Linked DNA regions of Sus scrofa: regions 1 and 3 are each linked to region 2. A link is a contact called in public HiChIP or PLAC-seq data. All regions are on one chromosome and are shown on one strand. The core of a region is the stretch at or near the end of the contact, and the rest is flanking DNA. Distances in the headings are between cores, read along the strand shown.

Region 1 (4,171 bases), core at 1,041-3,540, 260 kb before region 2:
TAGAGCCTAGAGGTGCTGCTAAACATCCTCCAGTAACAAGACGGCCCCCACAACAAAGAACTATCCAGCCTAAAAGGTCAGTAGTGACAAGACTGAGAAACGTTGTTCTCTTCAGCTGAGTTGTCCAGAGGCCATGAGCTCCCTAGTGACAGAGAAAGGGATGCAGTCAGTGTGTTTGGGAAGCGGAGTCAGCGGGCCTCAGCAGCTGATTATTTGATTGTGTTTGTTAGAGGGGGGAAAAGGAGAATGAGCAAATAGGGAGACAAAGCTGAGCAAGATTTATTTGGCAAATGAAGAAGAAACCAGCCTTGAAAAGTAACTGCAAGTGCTAAATTATCAATGCCATCTTTCGGGTCTATTGATTAAACAGCACAGACTAGCACATTTTCATCCTTTTACGTCTTTAAGAACAAGCTGGTATTTGTAATTTTGTTGGGGACTAGCAAACCTAGCCTATATGTGGAAAAAATATAGAAAGGTTTCCATTTATTCTTTGGTGGCTTGTTTTGCAAAAGATTTTTACTTTCAGGGTTTGCGATAAAGTCATGAGTCCAAGGTCAGTTTAAGTGCTCTCCGAGGTCACTTTCCTGATGTTTTTCTCTCGCTAGAAGTTCTTTTGACCTTTTAGTATGTATTTCTTACATAAATCCATTGGAAAATGGGAAATCGTGAAGGTAATTCTCTCAAACTGTGTTTGAATTTTTGTTCTAACATGACTATTTTGACACCCATTTTTATTAGTTAAGGAAAAATGGATCTTGGAATTGACAGCTTTTAACCTTGCATGTGCTAAAATTAATTTGATCTCTTCTGTTGGTGCAGGAATTCAGCTTTTGAAGGACCAGGAAGAGGAAGGAAGGTGGAGGTGAAAAGGAAAAGTTGATTAATAGTGACCTGGAATATTACTCAGTCTTGGCAAAAAGCTTTTTTTTTTAAGTCCCAAATCTCTACCACAAACATGGCTTCCTTCAGATTCTGGTTACTTGTAAACCTTATGTGTACTCAAGGGGTATAGAGCAGGTAGGATTCTGACCTGTCTACCTTAACTTCCATCTTCACATAATCGTAGCTGTTCTTTGTCTTCCCTCTCTGGAAACTGGCATAAGGAGAAGAGTGAGAAGGTGGGAGAGGGCTCCACTGGTATTCATCCAGTACCCACTGGAATGCCTGTGTCCATCCTGTTTTGTCAGTGTATTAACCAGAGTCCCTGCAAAAAGCAGGTGGCACACACCAGTGGGGTAATTTAAGAAGAATGGGCAAGTGTGGGGAAACCACAGGGGAATGTACACAAGACCCCTGGGCGCCCAGAATGGGCGCCGGTGCCAAGGACAAGGGTGTGGGTGGGCGTGTTACCAGGTCCTGGAGAGATGATCTGCAGAGAGCCTCAGGAGTTTGACCATTGGTAGAGAGTCACCGCCAGGCCACACTTCCCTCTGGTCTTCTGATGTCCCTCAGTGTCCCCTCCTTGGCCAAACCAGTTCCAGGCCAGAGGGCGGGGGGCAGCAGGGGTGGGGTGGGACGGGGCTTTGGCTGTGATTCATACCACCACCATCCTGGGTGAGAAAGCAGGGTGGAGAAGGTTAGGGGGTGCATCTGAAGAGGCAGGTGGAGGATATCTGGAGCAATGGGACATTCGTTCTGATTGTTTCCCTCTTGTGGTCAGATATTTGTGGAGGAATCAGGTGGTGGGGGTTGAGGGGTGGCTGTGCTTTGGAGTCAGAGAGTCTGGTACAGAATCACATCTGCTCCACTTGCTCAAGAGTGATTCTCGGCTCTTCTAAGTTCACCAAGCTCGTGTTTCCTCATCGTATGGTGGGATCAAGTCTAATGCCTAAACCAAAAGCTTTTGGGGAGGCTCAAAACAGAAAATATTTCGCTGCTCTTGAGGGGACTTGGAAAAGGCTGGAAGAGGCTGTAGGAAAATGTGAGCAGCAGACCTCAGTGGAGTTGTTTTTCTATAAAAACAGATATAACTCTGTCGTGAGCTTAGAGTTGCTTTTTTGTTCAATACATTTTTCTATATTTCAGATTCCTTACCTCAGGAAAACGAAAACAAGGGTTATTGATAAATATGTTGGTACTACGCTCCAAGTGATAATTGTTCGCTGACACTGTGCTCTCTGCTTTACTGAGGTGTGTGGATTAGCATCCACAGCAGAGCTGGCTTGACTGTGGGCACACCGCCATGTGTCATTTCTTGTGATGTGGCCATAGGCGCAATTCTAGTGTCTCATCCCCAGGAAGCCTCTGCCAGCCCCTCCAGGGCTTCTCCTCTGAGTAACTGTAGCCCAGGGCTACTCCCAGCACTTAGCACATCCTGTTGCAATGATTCCCTCTGCTAGACTGGGACCTCCTTAGGCCCACGCTGTTCTATTCATCTCCGAATCATGGGCCTTGTCTCTTGTTCCTAAATGCTGCTTTCCTTCCTGTTGTCCAGGTTCCCTTACAGGCTACAGGGAGTCCTCAGGCTCAGGAACCAGAGCTCCTGCAGCAGAGAACAGCTGATCTATGCTTTGTCTATTCTCCATTTCCAAAGTCCTGGGGAAGAATTTTGATTATTTTCATATGGGTCAGGTCTACATCCTTTCAACTAGTCCCAGGGAGTGGTATGTTATAATGATCTCAGCTTTAGTCAGTGGTCCATTCCCAGGGGAATCTGGTGCGGTGAGTGAGGCAGGGTCTCTACAATCATGTCAGCTCTTATAAATCCATTGGTTGCAGTGGAGGAAGATGAATCAGTTAGGAATGCATTCAGCTTCATGATAATAGCAAGAAGCTCTTATTTAAATCAACGGGTTGCCCTGGGGAAGAAGCATATATCAGGAATATATTTGCAAAAGTGCAAACATTGGTTTTTGGAGGATGAAAGTATCTGAGATACTGCAGTGATGTGTAGCCTTCTAAAGCCCATCCCTACCTAACAATGTAAACAGATATGTATAGGTATTAAAATTTCATGAGGGCAGGGATAGGAAAGGTATGTCTAAAAAGGGGTTTCAGTGGATTTGATGGTGAAAAAAAAAAGGGTTGCGATGCGATGCGAGTTATAATGACAGTAATCATGCCTAACACTTATGTAGTACTTAACAAGCGACAGAATTTTTTTTTTTGCCTTATATATTTTATTAACTCTGAAAATATGGCCGTTTTACAGTGGCTTCAACAAGTAGACTTGATTTCCTACTCTCTTGCTCTTAAATAAAAGTCCAAAGGTGATTAGACCATGTCAAAATGAGCATATCTTTAGTTGTGTAGACTTTTCCTTCAGGCTAGTAACCTCATGGTTATGAGATCATTGCTGTAGCTCCAGACATTGCATCCACCTTTAATACTAGAAGAGTGGGGAAAAAATGGAGAAAGCAGTATCTCCTTTTTCTTTTTGTTCATCTTTTTTAAAAATGAGAAAAGTAAAAGCTTTTCCAAAAACTCTCCTACTGGATTTCTGCCTATGTCTCTTTGGGTGGAATAAGGTTGCCTGGCCACTTGTAGCTAAAAGACAGGTAGGGATAGGAGAACAAGATTGTTCTGTTCACTTAGATCCACACAATCTAATATGATAGCCAGCTAGGACTATTCAAAACGGGTTTTTTTGTAATTGAGATACAATTCATAGTCCATAGTATTTACCATACTAAGTGCATATTTTGGTGATTTCTTATATATTCATGAGATTATGCAACTGTCACCACTATTTAATTCTAGAATATTTTCATCACTACCAAAAGATTCCAATATTCATTAGTAGTCACTCCCCATTCCCCCTTCCCCCAGCCCGTGGCAACACAAATCTACTTTCTGTCCCTACGGATTTGTCTGTTCTGCACATTATACATAAATGGAATTATATGATATGTGGCATTTTATGTCTGGCTTCTTTCAGTTAGCATACATTTTTTAAGGTTCATTTAAGTTGGAACATGTGTCAGCACTTAAAAAAAAAGAAATAGGAGTTCCCATCCTGGCTCAGCTGAAATGAATCTAACTAGTATCCATGAGGATGCAGGTTTGATCCCTGGCCTCACTCAGTGGTTTAAGGATCCAGCATTGCCATGAGCTGTGGTGTAGGTCACAGATGCAGCTCAGATCTGGCGTTCCTTCGGCTACGGCGTAGGCCTATGGCTACAGCTCAGATTCCACACCTAGCTTGGGAGCTTCCATATGCCCCAGGAGT
Region 2 (4,748 bases), core at 448-2,947:
ACATTAGTTCAATCCTTTTGACCTAAGCTGGTTTTCTCACTGTAAAAATGAGGCTATGAAGAGTGCGTGCCTCATGAGATTGTTGTGAAGATTAAATGAGATAATATATAGAAAGCATTTAGAACAGTGACTGGTATGATTAAACCTTCAGTGAGAGTTATACAAAATTAGAATGATATTTATGATGATACCTACCATTAGCAGCTGGCCATAAATCACACATTGTACTAGCACCTTGTATATGTTACTGAAAGATGGCTGGGCCACTCATTTGCCTGCTTGCTCTCCGATGGCTTGTTCACCCCTGTCCTGCTGTGTACTGCATTTCCCAGGCTCCCTTGCAGCTGGCCACTGAGTAAGTTTGGCCAATGGGAAATACTGATGGAAGATTGACATGCGGGAAGCAGGGAGAAGTCAGGTTGTTTCTTTCACTATAGCAGCTGCCCCATTCTGACCGCTCAGCCCTTCTTTGGTTTCACCTCCAGCCTGGCATCACCAGCCCCTGGCTCTGGTCCCTCCAATGCCTCCCATCATCTCTTGATCCCTAAGAGGAGTAGCAGCTTTTGGCCTTTGCTGATCTCTTCAGTTCCTTCAACATCATCTGCCCGGCTTTAGTTTCTTCTGTCTTCTATGAACAAATTTCCTGCACTCAGTTCTTGTTGAACGACCTAGAGTGGCTTCTCATCTCCTGACTGGATTCTGAGTAATAGAGTTGCTTTTAAATATTAAAAGAGAAGTCAATCCTTATGGTGAATCCATTCCCCCCTCCCATTGGAATGAGCTAGGCCAATGGGAGAAAGGGTGGCTGGTTACCATGGAGAGCAGTCCACTTTGACTAAGTGGCATGCAAAGGACGAAAATTGACCTAAGCAACTTTAGCGAATGCCCAGATCTGAGTAACCCCGCTCTGAGTTAGGCATTGGAGCCTGTAGCCATACGTAACTTACCACTTTCCGGAGGAGATCTGACTGGATTACAAGTCAGAGCTGGGCACAGTTCAAGGTAGTGTCTAGTCAAAAGGAATAGAAACTCCTCTTTCTTGAACCAGCACTCTGGACCATTCACCATACTATATATGTGATTATTCTCATCATGCAAGTGAGGATTTAGAGACTCAGAAAGGGCAAACAGTTTCCCTAAAGTCACACAGCTATTAAGTAATGGCATGAGGAATTGAAGTCTGTATGTCTCAGAGTTTATGTTTCTTGAAACATATCTCTTCCTCAAGGTTTCCAAATTTTCTTCCTGTTTCAAAGCAAATTACAAGAAAGCTGCATGTGTAACTCATATTGCTCTGGTCGCTTAGAAATTTCCTTGCAGAACCAACATTTAAAGTTTCTCATGTAGTTCTCATAATAAGTTTATGTTCGAAGTTTGTTATTTTCATTTTTACAAATGAGAAAACAGACTCAGAAAATTAAAAGAACGTACCCAAGGTCAGACTGGCTGTTAATATTCAAGCTGAATATTTGAATACAGGTTTTTCTGTCTGGTACAGAAAAATACACTGTTTTCTGTCTGGTACAGAAAATACACTGTTTCTACTGGTGACATCAAAGGATTGGATTTTAGGAGAGAGGGCCTAATGTTTTACAGGTTTAAAAAAAGAACAAGAGGAAAAACAAGGGCAGGTTCCCCACCTTCAAGGAGCTGACAGTCAGGCTAGAAGAATAAAAATGAAGCAACCTGAAACCAGAGAGTACCATTACATAAGCTGCTCCCTGGTAACAGCTACAAGCAAGAAAGAGAAGTGTGGTTTTGTATAAGACGGAGGGCTTGAAATGGAAATGCTAACTTAGGGAGAGCAGAGAAGCAGCAGGAAGTGGACTTTTCAGATAGTTGGTAATGAAAGCCGAAGAATAACACAGGCAAAAAAGATATCCACTCAAGTCCTAGGAAGGATCCCAACTGGGGAGTAACAATAGAAAGCTTAGTATGTAAGGGCCACACTTGATGGGGAGTAGGGATTGTCAGCTAGAAACAGATTGCTATAAACTGGATCAGGAGTCCTGGGAGCATCCTTTGCCCAACATCCCCTGACTCTTATCTATCTTTTTTTTTTTTTTTTTATGTAATAAGCTAATAGTCTCATTTTTAAAAAATGAACAACATTAAGTGCTTCTTAAATGATAACACTGCTTCCTGCTGAAGAAAAAAAGCCTGTAAATTATTTCAAGCCTGGGAGTAACAGCAAAGATTTATTATGTATCTCCAACAGTTTTGAAGACTCCCTGAAATTGAAAGGGAACACTTTAAATGCCCCTAGGAAGTTATCCTGTTTCACCAGAGTGCCTTTGTGTAGAGTGTTACATGTTTGGGGACATGGGGACTGACAAGGCACCTTCTGAGACAAGGCCGCTGAGATGGGAAGCCAGCAACTGCTTCACCCCACCTCACAATTGACCTCCCTTCCCCTCCCCCTCCCCCTCAGCTGACACTTTGGCCAGAGGAGCCTGGGTGTTGGATGGAGTTGATCAGACTGAAACTCCTACCAAGTTGGCCATGTCACTTTCAGCTGTCGGCATCTCTGATGAGGAGGGATCCGGACAGGCCAGGCTGGTTCAGATAACTGGATGACAGCAGTTGTTTTCACCCTAGGAAGCGGACTAACGGCTACAGACAGAAATCGATGGAGGAGAAAATTACAGACAATCCTAAAGCGGAGATTCGAGCAAGTGCTTAGACGATGAGGAAGCCGCTAGCTTTAGTGAATCTGGCATATTGTGGTGTGGTGGGGACTGGGACCCTTCTCTTCAAGGGGCTCCTGAAACGATAACAGAGGGTAGTCAGGAAGTGTCAGCAGTCATTGTGTGTATGACTATGGATTAACTCACTTAATCCTCACAAAAATCCCATGAGGTCCTGATCTGTCTTGTGCTTTGCAGATAAGGAGGCCTTTACAGATAAGGAGGCCAAATCACAAAGAGGTTAAGTACTTTCCCAAGGTTAGCTAGCTAGTAAGATACACTCCTGCCATGTTTTGAGCCTGTGGACTGCTCACTGGAATAATACTGGAACCCATCTGTAAAGCTGCCTTGGGATACTCCTCACAGTGGGCCCACGTCTACACGCACCCCCTCACCACTGCTTCTCTGCAGTGCTGCCCTAGGGTGTTTCAGTGTCGGCTTACCCCACCTGGGGGTGAGCTTCCGGGAAGGATCCCAGTCTCCCTTATCCGTAACTGGTAGCAGGTATGGCATGAGCAGGTGTTGTATTACCATGGAGGTGAAGTTGGCAGAGATTGCATATTCCCCCTGAGCTGCCTGAGAAGGCTGGTTACCCAAAAAGCCAGCCACTGAAAGGAACGGTGCTGCACTGGAGGAATGTGGATTGGAAGCCCTTAGCCGGTAAAATCCAAGCTAACCCCACTTAGCTCTTAGCCCTGTCTCTGCAAACAGCTTTCCGTGTTCATACCGGCCCCACCCCAGACTGTTCCTTGTGAGTCTCAGTTACTCTTTTTTCAAGGATACATACCCCAGCTTCACTTGTTGGTTCAGTGACTGAACAACTCGATGTATAACCCAGGACAAGAGGTCAACCTCTTTGGCCCTCAGTTTCCTCATCTTTACACTGAAAGAATCAGGTTCTGGTTTTCACAGAATGTAAAGTTGTGGACCATTTGTAAGGCCAGTGTATCAAACAGATAGAAGCTGAGCCGTGTCTCCTCTTTGCTGTGTCACTCCCTCCCTTTCCCCACCACATGGCAGCCTTGGAGGGTCTCATTTGAACTTAAGAAGCACTGGACTCCGGTTTCAAAGGCAATAACCCAAAATTATTAATTAACTCTAATAATAATACAATCACACAGTATTTCAAAATGGAACCCGTTGGGAAAGGTGGGTTCAGGGACTCTCAGTGAGACCCCTGTGTCCACTTGACTGTTGGATGCTGTGGGCTCCTGGGGGGTGGTGTCAGCTTGGCTTGACTGTGTACAGTGGGCTAGGGAAGCTAAAGCCTCAGCCCTGTCCTCCTTGGCTGGAAACAGACCGCGTGTCCTGGCACTGGTGAATTAGAAATTCTATCCAGCGACTCTTAGAGATTAATTTTCCGTCTGGGGATCTGACCTCTTGCTTCAGCAGCCGAGGGGATCAGACCATTCTGGGAGGAGTCAGCGAGCTAGCCCTCTGAAAGGCCTTCCTTTTCTTTCTCTTTTTCTTTCTTTTTTCAACTGTACGTTTCAAAGGGAATTTCTGATTACGTTGGGGGCTTAACACCACCAGTCTGAATCCCTCTTGGCATTTTCGAGCTTTGGAATATCCATACCACCCCCCACAACGGGGCTTTGTGCTAGAAGATTACTGAAGCTTTAACTCTATTTATGTCTTTGGATTTATTTAAAAACAAAAAAAAAAAAAAAAAAAAAAAACTTTGGGAGTGAGGGACGAATGCCCCATTTCTTTTTATTTATTCATTTATTTATTTATTTATTTATTTAGTCCGTTTTCACAGATCTCTTAATGCTTCAAGGGTAAGAATCTTTCTTGGGTTATTTCCATACCTTTAGTGCCTAACGCAGAGATTGGCGTGGACCACTTGGTAAATATTTGTACATCATTCAACACATATTCCCCTAGATACAGTGATGTGTGAAATAACCATTGTACCAATCTTCAGCACATTCACAGTTGAGTGTAAGAGATAGCTTAAAAAATAAATACAGGGAGTTCCCATTGTGGCGCAGCGGAAACGAATACAACTAGGAACCACGAGGTTGTGGGTTCGATCCCTGGCCTCGCTCAGTGGGTTAA
Region 3 (4,489 bases), core at 1,680-4,179, 450 kb before region 2:
TGCAGAGCTCATTAGGGCTGTGTTGGCCACAGCAGAGCACCTGGGCTGAGAAAAGTAAACTTTCCTCAGCTATTTCAATCCATGCCACCCCTCCAGAGTGGAACCCGGCCTGGGACTGCCAGGCATTAATGTGACCAATTATTTCTGTCCTCAGTTACTAGGTCATAAATCCTGCCCTGGCACTGAGTCCCTGGTTTCTGGTGGAAGAAGGTTGGGTTTTAGGAACAACTCTACCTTCTGGCTGTGAAGTGGTGTGATGTTGTGGTTAGGACTCTTGGACTTGAAGCCAGAGGGTTGCTGGGACCTCATTACGGACTTTCAATAACCAGCTGTGTGTGACCGGTACCTTCTCATTTCACCCCTTAGCTACAAAATGAGCCCCGTGCCTCCCAAGTTTGCTCAGGTGACACTGGGTTTGAGAAAAGAGGTCAGGCATCCACAAGGGGCCACTGAGAATATCTAGGTTTATCTGAAGTCCCTGGTGTGGTTTCCTAAAAGGAAGGTACATAGTCAATCCCAGGCTTCTTCCTGTTCTGGGGCTTTTGCACTTAGTCTTACTCTACCCTAAGAAGCAGAGAAGAGATCCTGGGTAGCAAGAATGTGCTAAACTGATGACTACTTAGGATTTTTTTTTTCCACTAGGAGAAAAGAAATCTCCAGATCATCATCTGCCCAGTAATTCTGCACTACTTCTAGCGCTCTATGGAGTTTTTGCAGGGTCTGTGTTTCATTCATCTTTAATCAAATGTGAGAGAGGAAAGGCCAAGATGATCATGTCTATGACACAGATGAGAAAAATCAAGCCTTACTTTCAGCAAAATGCCCAGGGTTTCCCTTCATACTCTGCAAAAAGAAAGTTGATCACATGGTTTGCCTTGAGGCAGATAGAAAAAGAAAGATTAGAGGGAATCCAGAAGACTGTGAGTGTAGCTCTTTCATCTTCATTAAAGTGGTGTCCTATCACCTCCTGAAAGGCCAACTCTGAACCTTATCAAAAACTGTAACATGCCTGGAAGGGCATCATAAACAGAAGATAATTAGAACAAAAGTGAGACAGAAACCATGGGGGAAGGGAAAGGAAAGCAGATAGCCAATAGACAGACTCCGGCTGGCCCCTGAAGGGAATCTCAGACTTCCCAATCCACTGGGCAGGGAAAGACTATACCCCAGGCTCCCCACCCGTTCACTCACCCACCCCTTTTAATTGTCAATTCTGCTCTCCATGCAGATGTTGACATCTGTGTCAGAATGCAACACAGGGCCAGTCCCTAGGAAGAGGGCTACACCCATCTGTGCATGGCACACGTTTTAAAAAGGTATTTGAAAATATGTGCTCTAGATCTCACGAGAGAGTGACTTGAGAGGAAAAGAATTTTTTTATTGTGTTTTGGGCTGTTTTCCTCCCCAACTGTCACCTCCTCCCCTACTAGGAAGACAATTCACTTAAGAGGTGTCCCTTTCCCTTCTCCTTCCCTCTGGAGAGGAAGGCCAGAAATTCCAACATATTCTCATTTCCAAATGATAATGAAGTGGAATGATGGCCAAGGAGGGAGCTCGCTGGCCTGCAAAAAAACCCAGCTTGTGTAGGGTATTTCTGTTCAGTCACCAGGCAGTCAGAAGACTCAGGATGGAGGATCAGCTCTAGTCCTTTACCAGCTGTCTGCTAGGGACAAATGACATCTTGCCTCTGAACTTCAATTTATTCGCCATAAAATGGGGATACTCCCCCAAAGAGTGAAGAGATTCTGTGAGATGCCTCCAGCAGACATGTCTCATAAGATGTTCTCCATTTAAAGCTCTCACAAGGAACTTGGCAGGTGCCTTCTTTCAGCTCTGGAGCTTTCTCTCTTCTCTCACTGCCAGCTTATTCCCAGAAATGCCCATGGAAGAAATGCACTGGTCCCAAAGACCATAACATCTTGAAAATGGGATTTAAACAGATGAGAGGAGGGGAGAACAAGCCTTTCAAATGGCAGTAAGTGGGAAATCTTGAATTCTTCCTTTAAAAATTACAGTTTACAAACTGGCAGGGAAGGATAAATTAGAGGATTGGGCCGAACGTATACACACTGCTATATATAAAACAGATAGGTAACAAGGACCTCCTGTATAGCATGGGGTCACCTACTCAATACTGTGTAATAACCTATATGGGAAAAGAATCTGAAAAGGAATGGACATTTGTACATGTATGACTGATTCTCTTTGCTGTACACCTGAAACTAACATGACTTTCTAAGTCAGCTGTATACCAATAAAATTTACTTAAATATAAAATAAAATAAAATTATGGTTTATACTGGGGTAACCTGTTGCCAAGGACATTGTTTGGGAATTCTGGAAAATGAGCTCTGCTGGGACACAGCCAGTCACTGTGTTCTGTGACCCTCACTCTTCTAACAAAGGGGGTTCCTAAAGAAGGGTGTTGCATAAGAGAACACACCCTACACACTGTAGACACAGACAGATCTGGCTTCAAATCTCCATTCCTGTGGCCAACCAGTCAAATGACTTTGACTTCTCTCAGTCTTACTTTCCTTGTCTAGTAAGCAACTTTATTAAATGTACATATCTAATGTGGTTATCCTAAATATTAAACAAAATAAACTACATGAGATTAAATAGGTTGCTTGGTTGATAGTAAGTATTTAAGAAAAGGAAGTTGCTATATTATTAGAACTATCATTATCATTAGTTAATACTAAAACTAATTAAACTAAGTAAAACATTGTTACTGTGTGGACTTCAAGAAAGTAAAGCTCTTTGTACTCTAAGTTGAGATCGGTCTCAGCAGGGGTGCATTTTGAATGGTCCACTTTCTCCAGGACCCACAGCAATGCCCCAAAGAGAGGGTGTCCATCCTGTCTGGCACACAACTTGGGAAGGGAAATTAAGCCCTCCTATGCCCTCTCTCTGGAGTCTCATGTTTTCCTCCTGGCCCTGCCCTGCCTGGCCTAGGTCTGATGGCTGGAGCTGCTGTCCTCTGGGCTCACACTAGTCAAGCAGCCAGGAGGGAGAGGAAACCAAATAAACATGTTTTGCAACAGTACAGCCAGTTTAAGTGAAAGCAATTCTAAATAAGGACAATACAGAGCCTTGGCCGCCTGTTGGCAGCTTCCTCCACACAGGGGTTTGCCATGAAAAACCAAAGGTCAGACTGATAAGCTGGGGGTGTCTGCAACCAGGTTGGCTGGAAGTCCATGACAGGACCTCCTCATTCATCATTTGAATCCATCACAGGCCAGGGAGTGTGGGTACAGGGGCAGAAAATCCAAAGACCCAATCGGGATAGAATCTCAGCTACTCTATTGTGACTTAAGGCTGCCCCTTCACTTTGCTGAACCTCAGATTCCTTATCTATAAGGACATTGGTATCAATATAGATAGATAGATAGATAGATAGATAGATAGATAGATAGATAGGGAAACTCTAACTCATCTTTTCCAGGTTCTGATGGCTGCACAATTCTTGGCTTATGCTTAGTTCAAGGAGAAATAGAGAAACTAGAAACATATCTTCAGACCTACATTAAAGAATTCTGATTCATTGTCTTCCTTTCTATCTCTAATACAGCTTCCCAAAAGGACCAGGATTGGGATTTGCTTCTAGGTTTTAGTACTTGGTTAAAAACAAACAAAAACCCAACAACTTTGATCAAGTGAGTTCTTTTTTTTCTTTTTAAAATTTTTTTATTACAGGTGGTTTACAATGTTCTGTCAGTTTCTGCTGTAGAGCAAAGTGACCCAGTTATACATATATATATGCATACATACACACACACACACACATATATATATACACATACACATTCTTATTCTCACATTATCCTCCATCATGTTCCATCACAAATGATTAGGTACAACAGGATCTCATGGGTCTTTCTTTCTTTTAAAAACTCCTTCATTAAATATTTTCTGAGCACCTATGACCTAGAACCTTCCTGAACTCCTTTCCACTGTGGGGCTAAGGGGTGAGAAAGGGACTGAACCATTGAGAGTTCCGTGGACCCAAGGCAAAAGCTGCAGTTCAAATGACTGGATGGAATTGGGTGGGGACAAGACTGGCAGTTGAAAGAATAACATCTTTATCAAGAAGAACTGGAAGAAATACTAAAACATAGATACCAACACCCAGGAGATCCAAAGGCCTTGGGAACAACAAGGAGTTGGATAAGAAATGCCCAGAGTATGTGTTATTGCTGTACTAAACTTTTGGGTATTGCTTTGTTTGAAAGAGCAGGCTACATTTAAAGGACCTATTTTCAAGGATTGTAGGATCTACCAAGAAAACAGATATGTATACAACAAATTTAAGATGGACTATGAAAATGAAGCTTTAGACATGCTACAGGGCAGGGAGATGAAAGCAAAAAATCCAGCTCAAGGACAATGAAAGGGGATGAAATTGGGAAAGTGTTTCAAAGAAAGTGACATGACATTTCAATGGGTTTCATGCTGTTTCCTGTAACCCTAGCCCTTTCAAAACATA

What was found. HiChIP or PLAC-seq counts read pairs in DNA pulled down with a chosen protein or histone mark.
Region 1: an H3K27ac HiChIP or PLAC-seq map of alveolar macrophages shows a contact between it and region 2. The contact joins two enhancer-like sites. A contact is called at or near these places in 1 of 47 Hi-C or Micro-C datasets (embryonic fibroblasts) and 2 of 2 datasets of contacts at active chromatin or transcription factors (alveolar macrophages and skeletal muscle).
Region 3: an H3K27ac HiChIP or PLAC-seq map of alveolar macrophages shows a contact between it and region 2. The contact joins two enhancer-like sites. A contact is called at or near these places in 1 of 47 Hi-C or Micro-C datasets (embryonic fibroblasts) and 2 of 2 datasets of contacts at active chromatin or transcription factors (alveolar macrophages and skeletal muscle).

Annotation. Positions count from the first base shown.
Region 1 is chr6:153,092,605-153,096,775 of Sscrofa11.1, reverse strand. All of the region lies in intron 5 of FGGY (FGGY carbohydrate kinase domain-containing protein), which reads left to right. Among named protein-coding and RNA genes, the nearest start is that of FGGY, 120 kb to the left of the region's middle. Within about 2 kb of position 2,290, at least 3 of the 83 cell types and tissues checked have an H3K27ac peak or open chromatin away from gene starts, as enhancers often do. A contact at or near this core is called in alveolar macrophages, where this site is marked.
Region 2 is chr6:152,829,315-152,834,062 of Sscrofa11.1, reverse strand. All of the region lies in intron 14 of FGGY (FGGY carbohydrate kinase domain-containing protein), which reads left to right. Among named protein-coding and RNA genes, the nearest start is that of HOOK1, 120 kb to the right of the region's middle. Within about 2 kb of position 1,697, at least 15 of the 83 cell types and tissues checked have an H3K27ac peak or open chromatin away from gene starts, as enhancers often do. A contact at or near this core is called in alveolar macrophages, where this site is marked.
Region 3 is chr6:153,281,876-153,286,364 of Sscrofa11.1, reverse strand. All of the region lies in intron 2 of LOC102165506 (a long non-coding RNA gene), which reads right to left. Among named protein-coding and RNA genes, the nearest start is that of FGGY, 71 kb to the right of the region's middle. Within about 2 kb of position 2,929, at least 13 of the 83 cell types and tissues checked have an H3K27ac peak or open chromatin away from gene starts, as enhancers often do. A contact at or near this core is called in alveolar macrophages, where this site is marked.